Linked DNA regions of Mus musculus: region 2 is linked to region 1. Evidence: chromatin contacts called from public Hi-C data. All regions are on one chromosome and are shown on one strand. The core of a region is the stretch at or near the end of the contact, and the rest is flanking DNA. Distances in the headings are between cores, read along the strand shown.

Region 1 (4,439 bases), core at 1,405-3,904:
GGTCCCAAACCACAGTATGAATCTCCAGATCACAGTATGCCTAGAGATTTACTTGAGAAGTTCAGACTCTCTTGGCATATTCTCTTTCATCTCTCCAGCGTGAAGAGTTCAAATTCTGCTCTATCGTTGAACCACAGCTTTTCTTCACTCTCAGCTAGGGGCTGGCTTAGCCCACTTATGTTTTCTTTAGGGATGGCAGCTAGAACTGAACTTGATGTCTGGGTCACAAAGTCACATCTTGCGTTTTTAGATACAGACAGTGCTTGTATCCTACATTCCATATGCTTATAGATGGTGGCATCCTTAACATCATTAGGGGTTGCCCTAGCCTCCAGGCAGTTGTCTCTAGTATTAAAGCTGTGATGCTGGTCTTTCCTAGCCTGCAGCCTATTGCAGCTAGGCATAGTAAGGAGAATTGGTGTTCTTTTATAATGGCTAATTTCATTTCAAAGCATCCCTAGGAACCTTCCCTCACTTGATTCTGTCCTGTTGACACACACAACCTCTTTCTGCAGGCAGCTCCCGCCAGTTTGGTTTTCATCACTGTTACTGATCTCAGAGTCTTTTCTTATCCTATCCGGCTCCTATTTTTAAGATAATTTCTTGTTCTTGTTAAAAAGGACATGATAAAATATAACTTGTAAGGAAGTGTACTGATTTGTCTCTATTAAAAGGGACAGATACTTCTTATATTGCTTTTCCCTACTGATAAATTAGGTGACAAAATAGTCCCCATAGCCAGATGGGAACTCAATGTTTCTTCTTCAGTTACAAGTTTTAGGGACTTAGTACAGAGAATTATGAGAAAGTCATGAGTATTTAATATGTATTAAGCCCACAGAAGCTCTTTTTCTGTAAGGTCACCCAGAATTCACTTGAAGGAGTTCCAATAGAGTGGATAGATAATATATGGGCTTTGAAGTCATGCCAACCAAGATGGATCGAAAGTGTTCTGTTGAAGGAACTAGAGTAACCAGCCTTTGAAGACAGGTCACCAAAAATGGCTGGAGAACTCTCCATCTCAGGGGAGGTTGGAACCATAGCCCAGAAATGAACAAAAAGTAAGCAATGACTTTGCAAAGGACTCTTCTAAACTTCAGCCGGGTTGACCCTTTTCTCTTGGCTCTCCTGGCACTGTTACGATTCTTGTGTTCTTCATATCCTGCTTCTGCCTCTCCTCTACTTGTGCTCATCCACCATGACTTTGACACGAAGAGACATTTTGATCCTAAAATCTGCATTTCCATTTCAGCTCTTTTTTAATGAGATCAGTTAATCTCTATTCATGTATGTGTGTGTTTGCCTGCTTGTCTGTTTGGGCACCACTTGCATACAGGTACCCGTGGAAGCAAAAAGAGGGCTTCAGAACCCTGGGATCTGGAGCAATAGGGGTTTGTGCACTGTCCGCTATGGGTGTTGTGGACTGAATTTGAGTTCTCTGCAAGAATAGCCAATGCTAATCATGGAGTTCTCCTTTTAAAATTTATTCTGTTTTACAGTCCAGGTCATCCTATTGAGCTGCACGTCTGGGCTCTATAGAATCTACAAACTCAATCCAACCCTAGTGAGACACCAGCCCTGGGTATATTCCTCCTCCCCCCAAGTATTTCAGTAAGTGGTTTTTATACTTTAGACTAAGTCAGGAATCTCAGGGTGAGCTCCAATCCCCTCATTTTGAATCTCCACCCACTTCTTTTATCCCCTCTGTACCATCTGGTCTTGGACCAGGTTTTTCTGCTTTTATCTTCCTCTGGTTTCATACTGTCCTTCTTCTTCATTACCAGTTCCATGAGGAGTGCTCTGTCATCTCTCCTGTCCCCTTCTTCATGTCTCCTTCCTCCTTCTCCAGGGTCTCCCTCTCCTTCTCCCTTCCCCTCTCCTTCCACACCCATCTGTCCTGCTTCCTGTCTCCTACCTCTCACTTTACAGTGAGCCATCCTCGATCATTTTCTGTGCCTAGAGCTTGCCACTCTAGGTCTCAGTTTGGAAAGCTATTCTTTCTTCACACCCCCTGCTCCCATCTGCCTAGCACACATCTGCTTGTGTTTCAGGGGGCTCTGCTCAGCCTGCTTCTTCTCTGCTGGGTCCTCATCTATTACACCATGCCCCAACTCCGCGCCTCTGAGCTTTGCCTCAGTACATCGGTTGTCAATGGCAGTTTGCCCCTGCTGAACTGTAAGCTCCTCGAGGGCAGCGTCTCTTCCATGTTTGCCTAAAGACTCTGGTTTCTAGCTCATAGGCAGAAAAAAAAAATACCCATTGAATGAAGAGTGGACTCTAAATAGAGTCCCACCTCTGACCAAATACAGTGTATAACATGACAGCAGAATTCATGTGATTTCACAGCAGAGACCGAAGGCAGATCTCTCTGTTTTCTGTAAATCTCATGAGCCCAGGTTTCGTATTAGTAAGCAATTCACGTGGCTCTTCTTTATAGTGTGGGCTGACTGTTTCAGGGACATCCCAGTGTTGGCTAGCTTCCTTAGCAGTTTGTGAAAATAAAACCTAATGAAACGATCTCCCTTCCTTCCCCCACCCCCCGGTTGTTGGCACTGGCCCCAGCTTTCTTTTCCCAGAGTACTTCTCCTGGTTGGGCAACATGCCGCATGCTATAGCTGTTAGGCATCAGTGTGCTTTGAGGCCATCAGAGGTCAGTCTGGAGTTCCAAACAGAAGTCCAGCCCTGAGTCCTGAGAACTGGAGTGACATGACCGAGACACACCCTGCTCGCCACCCTTCTGGCTCTTGGTGTCCCTTGCTTCCCCATGGCAAGTGTATTTCAGACACTTGAGCTGTCCTACTTCCTTACCCAAATCAGGGAATAATTAATTGGAGACAGAAAAGCAATTCAGGACAGTACTTGAGCTTTCTGCACACACATGCTTGTTTGAGTCAAAGCCACGGAGACATCCTGGATACCAAAGAGCAAGGGATTATAGTAATAGCAAAATGTTGCAGTCAACCAGTCAATTAAGAACAAAACAAAACAAATCCCCGTCTCCTCCTTCATATTACCTATTAATTTCAGATGAAGAAGCCCCAGGCAGTAAGGAAAAAAAATTGACCCATGTACTAAGAAGATTGGATAGTTAATTCAGAGTAGAAATGGCTAGGTAATGTTACGTTGTCATGGTGAAAATATAAGTCCTGGACAGTCTGCTTCCGAAGTACTATCTAAACTTGTAAAAATACCCGGAGAGGCAGAAAGGAGGACTAAATTTAGACCTGTATTTAATGCATTCAAGAGCATGATTCACTTCTCTTCTGCCTCGGTGCAGCCTGGGAAATGTGAATATATAGCAGGATGCCCTGTGAGTAAGAAGAAGTTCCACCCAGCAAGAGGCTAGAGCGTGCCAGAGACACCTTGTCTCTTCTGCTAATAAAGGTGAACTTCCAAGCAACCTAGCCACCAAACCAGATTTCTGGGCTGACACAAAGCCATCCGTTTAAATTTTGTTCCAGTCTTGGTGCCAACCTTGCTGAGAATTTATTGATTCTGTTGTTCTTCTGCCTTTTTAGTGGGTTTTCCACTCAGGCACCTCTGGAGTCCTGGCTAGCCCTCAGAGACACGCAGTGAGACTTCCCAGAAGAATGTTGTAATTGGTAGTGGTGTATTTAATATAATGAAATGAAATAATTATTTTTGTGGCACTGGGTATTGAACCCAGAGCTTCCTGTGTGTAAAGCAAAACTCTACCATTGAGCTACAGCCACAGGCCAATATTGGTATAAACACCCCAGACTTCAAGTCACTGTGGTAGCCCTTAGCTGGAGCTTAGCAAGGTAGTATGGAGCGTGAGTACTCAATGCCAATGAGAGGTTATCTGGAAAAAATAACCATGCCAAGTATCATATGTAGCATGGCTTTTGAAAATCAATTATAGGTTATATGGAAACAAAACAAAACAAAACAAAACAAAACAAAACAAAAACCAAGCAAAGCAAACCCCAAATATCAACCAACCAACTAACCAGCCAACAATAGCAAATTCAGTTCCCAGGAATCAGGTCAGGATGAAGCTTAGCCTCCAGGGTAAAAATGGTTCCGTTCCCTTCATTGTTTTCATCATCTTCTACTTCCAAACACACCCTTGCAGCCCTCTGCTTCCAAAGCTGAAGCAAAACTCTAACCTCTTCGATAATTTAGTCTATATGTTATGTTAGTCCAAAATGGCATAGAAGAAAAATGTACTTGTTATTTTGTGATTTTTCTTTTAAAGAATATGATTCCATATTTTTCTTTTTAGTTTTTAAGCACATTTGGAAAGTAACCTTACAAGTCTCGTCTCATCCTACCGTCTTTGGCTTTATAGGTAACTTCTGTCTAAATAACAGGAAGATAAAATGTAGACCAAAAGAAAAAAGCTACAGTTAGGTACCACTGCCTCCCAGAAGTGAGTGCACTATAGTTGCCCTCCATTCTGAGGTCTGCCGTTGGTG
Region 2 (4,439 bases), core at 1,176-3,675, 420 kb before region 1:
CCCCTGAAAAGCCCAGGGTGACTTCTGAACTCTGTGGTTTCTGGGAAGGGCTGTTTTTCCTCAAGAGCAGCAGTTCCTACAGCGAATGGCAATCATAACTGCTCTGATGCTGGGACTAGTCAACAATGGGGAATTATCTCTGGAAAATACTAGTTCTAAAACACATCTTAGAACTTAAGAGCCTCTTTTTTAAAAAAAATCCTCTCCTTTTTCTGTCTTTTAAATGTTGTAGGGGTCGATTTGAAAGTTGTGAGTAAATGTTCACAGCCTTTGCGTTCTCAAAGGAAATCCCTAGTATTTGTTTATTTTTGTAGATAATGTGATCAGAGCTGCCTGCTGCCCTCCTTTTAGAGAAGAAAAGAACAATTTTCCTGTCATGTCAAAACACTGTTTTGATGATAAAGCTGTCAGCCTGTTTTGCTGTGTATCTCTCCCTCAGTCTCCCTGGCACAAATGTAGCCATATCTGTCCAGTGTTTGATGGAGTCCTCTGAGAATCCGGGCTGACTGTAACTTTGGTTCTCATTTGTCCAGGGCTTCCTTTCAGTGCTGTGGAAACCAGCTGCGATTTTGAGATAGGCCTCTGCAACTTTTATCAAGACAAAGAGGGTCCGGGTTGGACCAGAGTAAGAGTAAAAGCAAACATGTATCGGGCCGGAGACCACACGACAGGAACAGGTTGGTCAGTGGGGCCTGGCAGGCCCCACATCCTGGGTTTGCTCTCCCATACCAATTGCAAGCCTCATTTCAGAGAAAGATAAGAAAAGAGGAAGAACAAAGAAGTAACGATTGGCGATGCTTGGCCATTTTTAAAAGTTGTAATTCAAGATACTGTGCTACCCAAAGCATTTGCAGTTCATTAAGTAGAGAAATCTTTGGAAACTGTTTTGCTCTTCATTTCAGAAAAAAAATCCACTTGGATTCCATTTGCATTTCAATGAGCAAAGGAAATGATAGATAAACATATAGACAAATGAACATAATCGTAAGCATAGCAGGGGGTGGAGTGGGGCGAGGGGTAGGGTGGGGGCACCTGTCCTCTTCTCTTGTACTTTCTGTAGCTGGGGCTGAAAATTAAACAGACAAGAAGCAGACTACCAAGAGAAAACTGTAGCATTCCAACAACATATTTTTATATGCACATGGGAGCCTTCACAGGAAAATAGAAAATGAAAACTAGAAATATACATAGGCCTGAAAGCTTATGTATCATTTTTAACAAAGAATGGTAAAGTTGTGGAAAGAAGCAAGACCAAGGAAAGGGAGAGAGAGTCAACTGTGAGGTGGTGACTGGGAAACCTATGGAGCAAACTAATGAAAAGCAAGGGCTTCATAGGAGGTTTGTTTGTACAGATCCATTTCAGCGTAGTCTCAGGCTCTACAACACCGGCATCCTGGACAGGATGTGGCCCAGGCTCATAGGAACTTTGATGGCCTGCTTTAGATAGAAAGTGAGTGGGCACAGAGCCCTTCCTGCCTCTACTGTCCTCCAGTGCCTTCAGCTCAAAATCATCAAGGTGCCAGAGCAGCATATTTGGGGTGATCTGTTCTGATGGCCTTCGGTGCTCTGAGAGAGAATAGTGGAAGGACATTTTAGCTAGGGATTTAAGAGTAGTCTCTACAATGGAAGCTACAGAGGACAAGCATCTATGAGGTCTCTCAGTGTAGAGACGGGTGGCCAGTCCAACTGGCAGTCTGCCCGTAGAGAGAGGAACGGTGTGGAAGATGGAGAGGATAGCAGACGGTGGATTTGAAAGAGCAGAGGAAGCACTGGGGGTTATTAGAAAGGCAGTAAGAAGCCACTGAAAGGCTGTAAGCAAGAAACAGAAAGATGATATTCAGGTTACAAAAAAAAAAAAAAAAAAAAAAAAGTCTGGCTGTCTTGTGGCCACCCATATTTGTCCATTGCATTCACAAAGTACCGCAGACTGGGGCTTACACAACAGCTGCTTTTCGTCATGTCATGAGGCTGGAAGGCTGGAATCCAGGGCCTGGTGAGGCTTTCCTGGGAGTCTGGCTTGCGGGCGTAGTCCTATCACTGTCCGCACATGCCCTGCCCGTGTGTGGGAGAGATCAAGCCCCCTGACTCTCCTTACACGGATGAGTTTGGGTTGTTTTGTTTTGTTTTTAATTCTTAAAGCAAACACTGACAGGCCATGAAGAGAACTCCCCGAGAACAGATGAGAAAAGAGAGAAACTGTCGTGTGCTGCCTGACTTCGCATACGTGGATCCGCTTTAGCTTGACCGTGTGGGTGTGATTGGTAGTAAGGGGACCGTTGCTGCTAGAAATTCCAATCTGTTTTTTAGAACTAAGAAACAAGGAAATTGAACCCAGCCGCAGCATCTGGGAGCATCAGCGCCCAACCGGTCAGAAACATGATTTTTCAGGGACGGGTTTAATATGTAGGTATACCAAAAGAACAGTGTGTTCTGCCCAGAACTCTCCCGTGGTGCCAGGCCAGCCTGCCTTCCCTCCTCCTGACTGGCCACTGCAGATAGAGCAGGGGAAGTGAACTCTTTGATTGACACTGACTATGACCCAGCAGGAGACATCCAGTAGTTCCAAGCTCATTCATTCTTTTTTGTGTGATTAAAAAAAAAAAAAAAGAGTATAGTTCCTACTTAATGACATGAATCTGAGTCTGTACACTATAAGATCTACACTGCTTTATGACAGCCACTTGAATTTCTAAGAGGTTTAATTTGCTATCCAGGTCTAAGGACATTGTATAGATTTTTTTTTTGTCACTTAAACCACAGACGTTAGAAAGCCTCTATTAAGGTTTAAAACCTATGGAAGTAGTCTTGAGGGAACACCCCATTGCCTTAACTGGTTTCCACCTGGCTGTATGAGCTCATTCTACATTGGTGTTGCACTAAGTCAGTGGTTCTCAGTCTCCCTGATACTGTGACCCTCTAATACAGCTCCTTATGTTGTAGGGACCCCCCCCAACCATAAAATTATTTCACTGCTACTTCATAACTGTAATTTGGCTACTCTTATGAATCATCATGTAAATGTCTGATATGCTGGATGTCTGGTATGTGACTCCCGAACGGGTTGGGATTCCCCCAGGTTGAGAACCACAGCACTAAGTGGTTTGTTTTCCTCACAGGGCACTACCTGCTGGCCAACACTAAGTTTACATCCCAGCCTGGCTACATCGGAAGACTTTATGGTCCCTCTCTCCCTGGAAACATGCAGTACTGTGTGCGCTTTCATTACGCCATCTTTGGGTTTTTGAAAATGAGTGACACCCTAGCCGTTTATATCTTTGAAGAAAACCATGTGGTTCAAGAGAAGATCTGGTCTGTGCTCGAGTCCCCGAGGGGTGTTTGGATGCAAGCGGAAATCAGTTTCAAGAAGCCTATGCCCACAAAGGTACAGTAGAACCTGCACTACCTGTGTCCATTTTAGTTGCTAGATGTGGGTAATGATTTCTGGTTAGCTGATGGTGTATTTATCCTTCTGTTCGGATCAACCTGCATTTGACACGTATCACCCACCCCCAGACAGGTGCATGTTAAGCCTTCAATCCCTTTGCATTTTCTGAATTATATCTACCTATTTCCCTCCCCTTCCCCCTCTCTTTCTCTCCTCATTCCCTCATCCTTCATCTACTCTCTCTCTCTTTCTCTCTCTTTCTCTCTCTCTCTCTCTCTCTCTCTCTCTCTCTCTCTCTCTCTCTCACACACACACACACACACACCAATGATTACATTTTAAAAACATGAGATTGATGTGCCAGAGTCATCATTGTGGCTGGAAGGTCAATACTTCAGGCCTTAGCAGAACACAGGATAAAGCCAGGCTGCTCACTAGAGGTATGGAGGCAGCTGACCCTGCTCAGAGACTGACACAGGGAGCTATCAGCAGCTGATTTTGCTAGCAATGAGAAGACAAAAACAGACCCTATAAATCAAGGAGAATACAGAGGAATGGCGGTAACCTCCCAGGCTTAACAACTCATAAACTCAGGGAAGTTTCACAGATGCAATAAATTCTGTGACCCACAAGATATGAAACCAGCGTGGAAAAAAAAAATCATTTTATTTCAGCCTGTCAGCCGACTAACAAATTTTTCTTGAATGTCCTCTCTGTGTAAGAAAGAGGCCCAAAGAAAGTAAACAAGGGGCCTTTCTTCTAAATGTACGTCATACAATGAGAGCTCAGGATCTAGCTTTGAATGAATGGGTAAGTAAGCTGACCATCCAGGAGTTACCGCAACTCCAAGTCACCCAAGAAAGGTTAAAACCATGGGAGAGCTTGCTGCCTGGACAATTCCAAGGAATCTTTCTTTGTAGAATGTCTCTTGACACGTGCAGTGTTCTGGTACTTCCTCTTTGAACTATCAGCACTGGAGAAGCCCAGGCCTCTCTATTCCTCTTAAATATCTCAAAGAATTAAGTTGTTTTTCCATTACCAATCACTTAACTTT

The links. A called contact is a pair of places that touch in the nucleus more often than the background predicts.
Region 2: a Hi-C map of uterus shows a contact between it and region 1, with 2.5 times the contacts expected there. A contact is called at or near these places in 2 of 484 Hi-C or Micro-C datasets (embryonic stem cells and uterus) and 1 of 130 datasets of targeted methods (embryonic stem cells).

The regions. Positions count from the first base shown.
Region 1 is chr19:22,928,791-22,933,229 of GRCm38.p6, reverse strand. All of the region lies in intron 22 of Trpm3 (transient receptor potential cation channel, subfamily M, member 3), which reads right to left. Gm52388 (a long non-coding RNA gene) reads right to left here. Exons shown (of 2, transcript XR_003952897.1): 1 at 1,916-4,439; 2 at 1-1,837. Among named protein-coding and RNA genes, the nearest start is that of Gm52388, 4.3 kb to the right of the region's middle.
Region 2 is chr19:23,349,542-23,353,980 of GRCm38.p6, reverse strand. It overlaps Mamdc2 (MAM domain containing 2), which reads left to right. Exons shown (of 14, transcript NM_174857.3): 8 at 534-677; 9 at 3,117-3,382. Among named protein-coding and RNA genes, the nearest start is that of Gm41821, 52 kb to the right of the region's middle.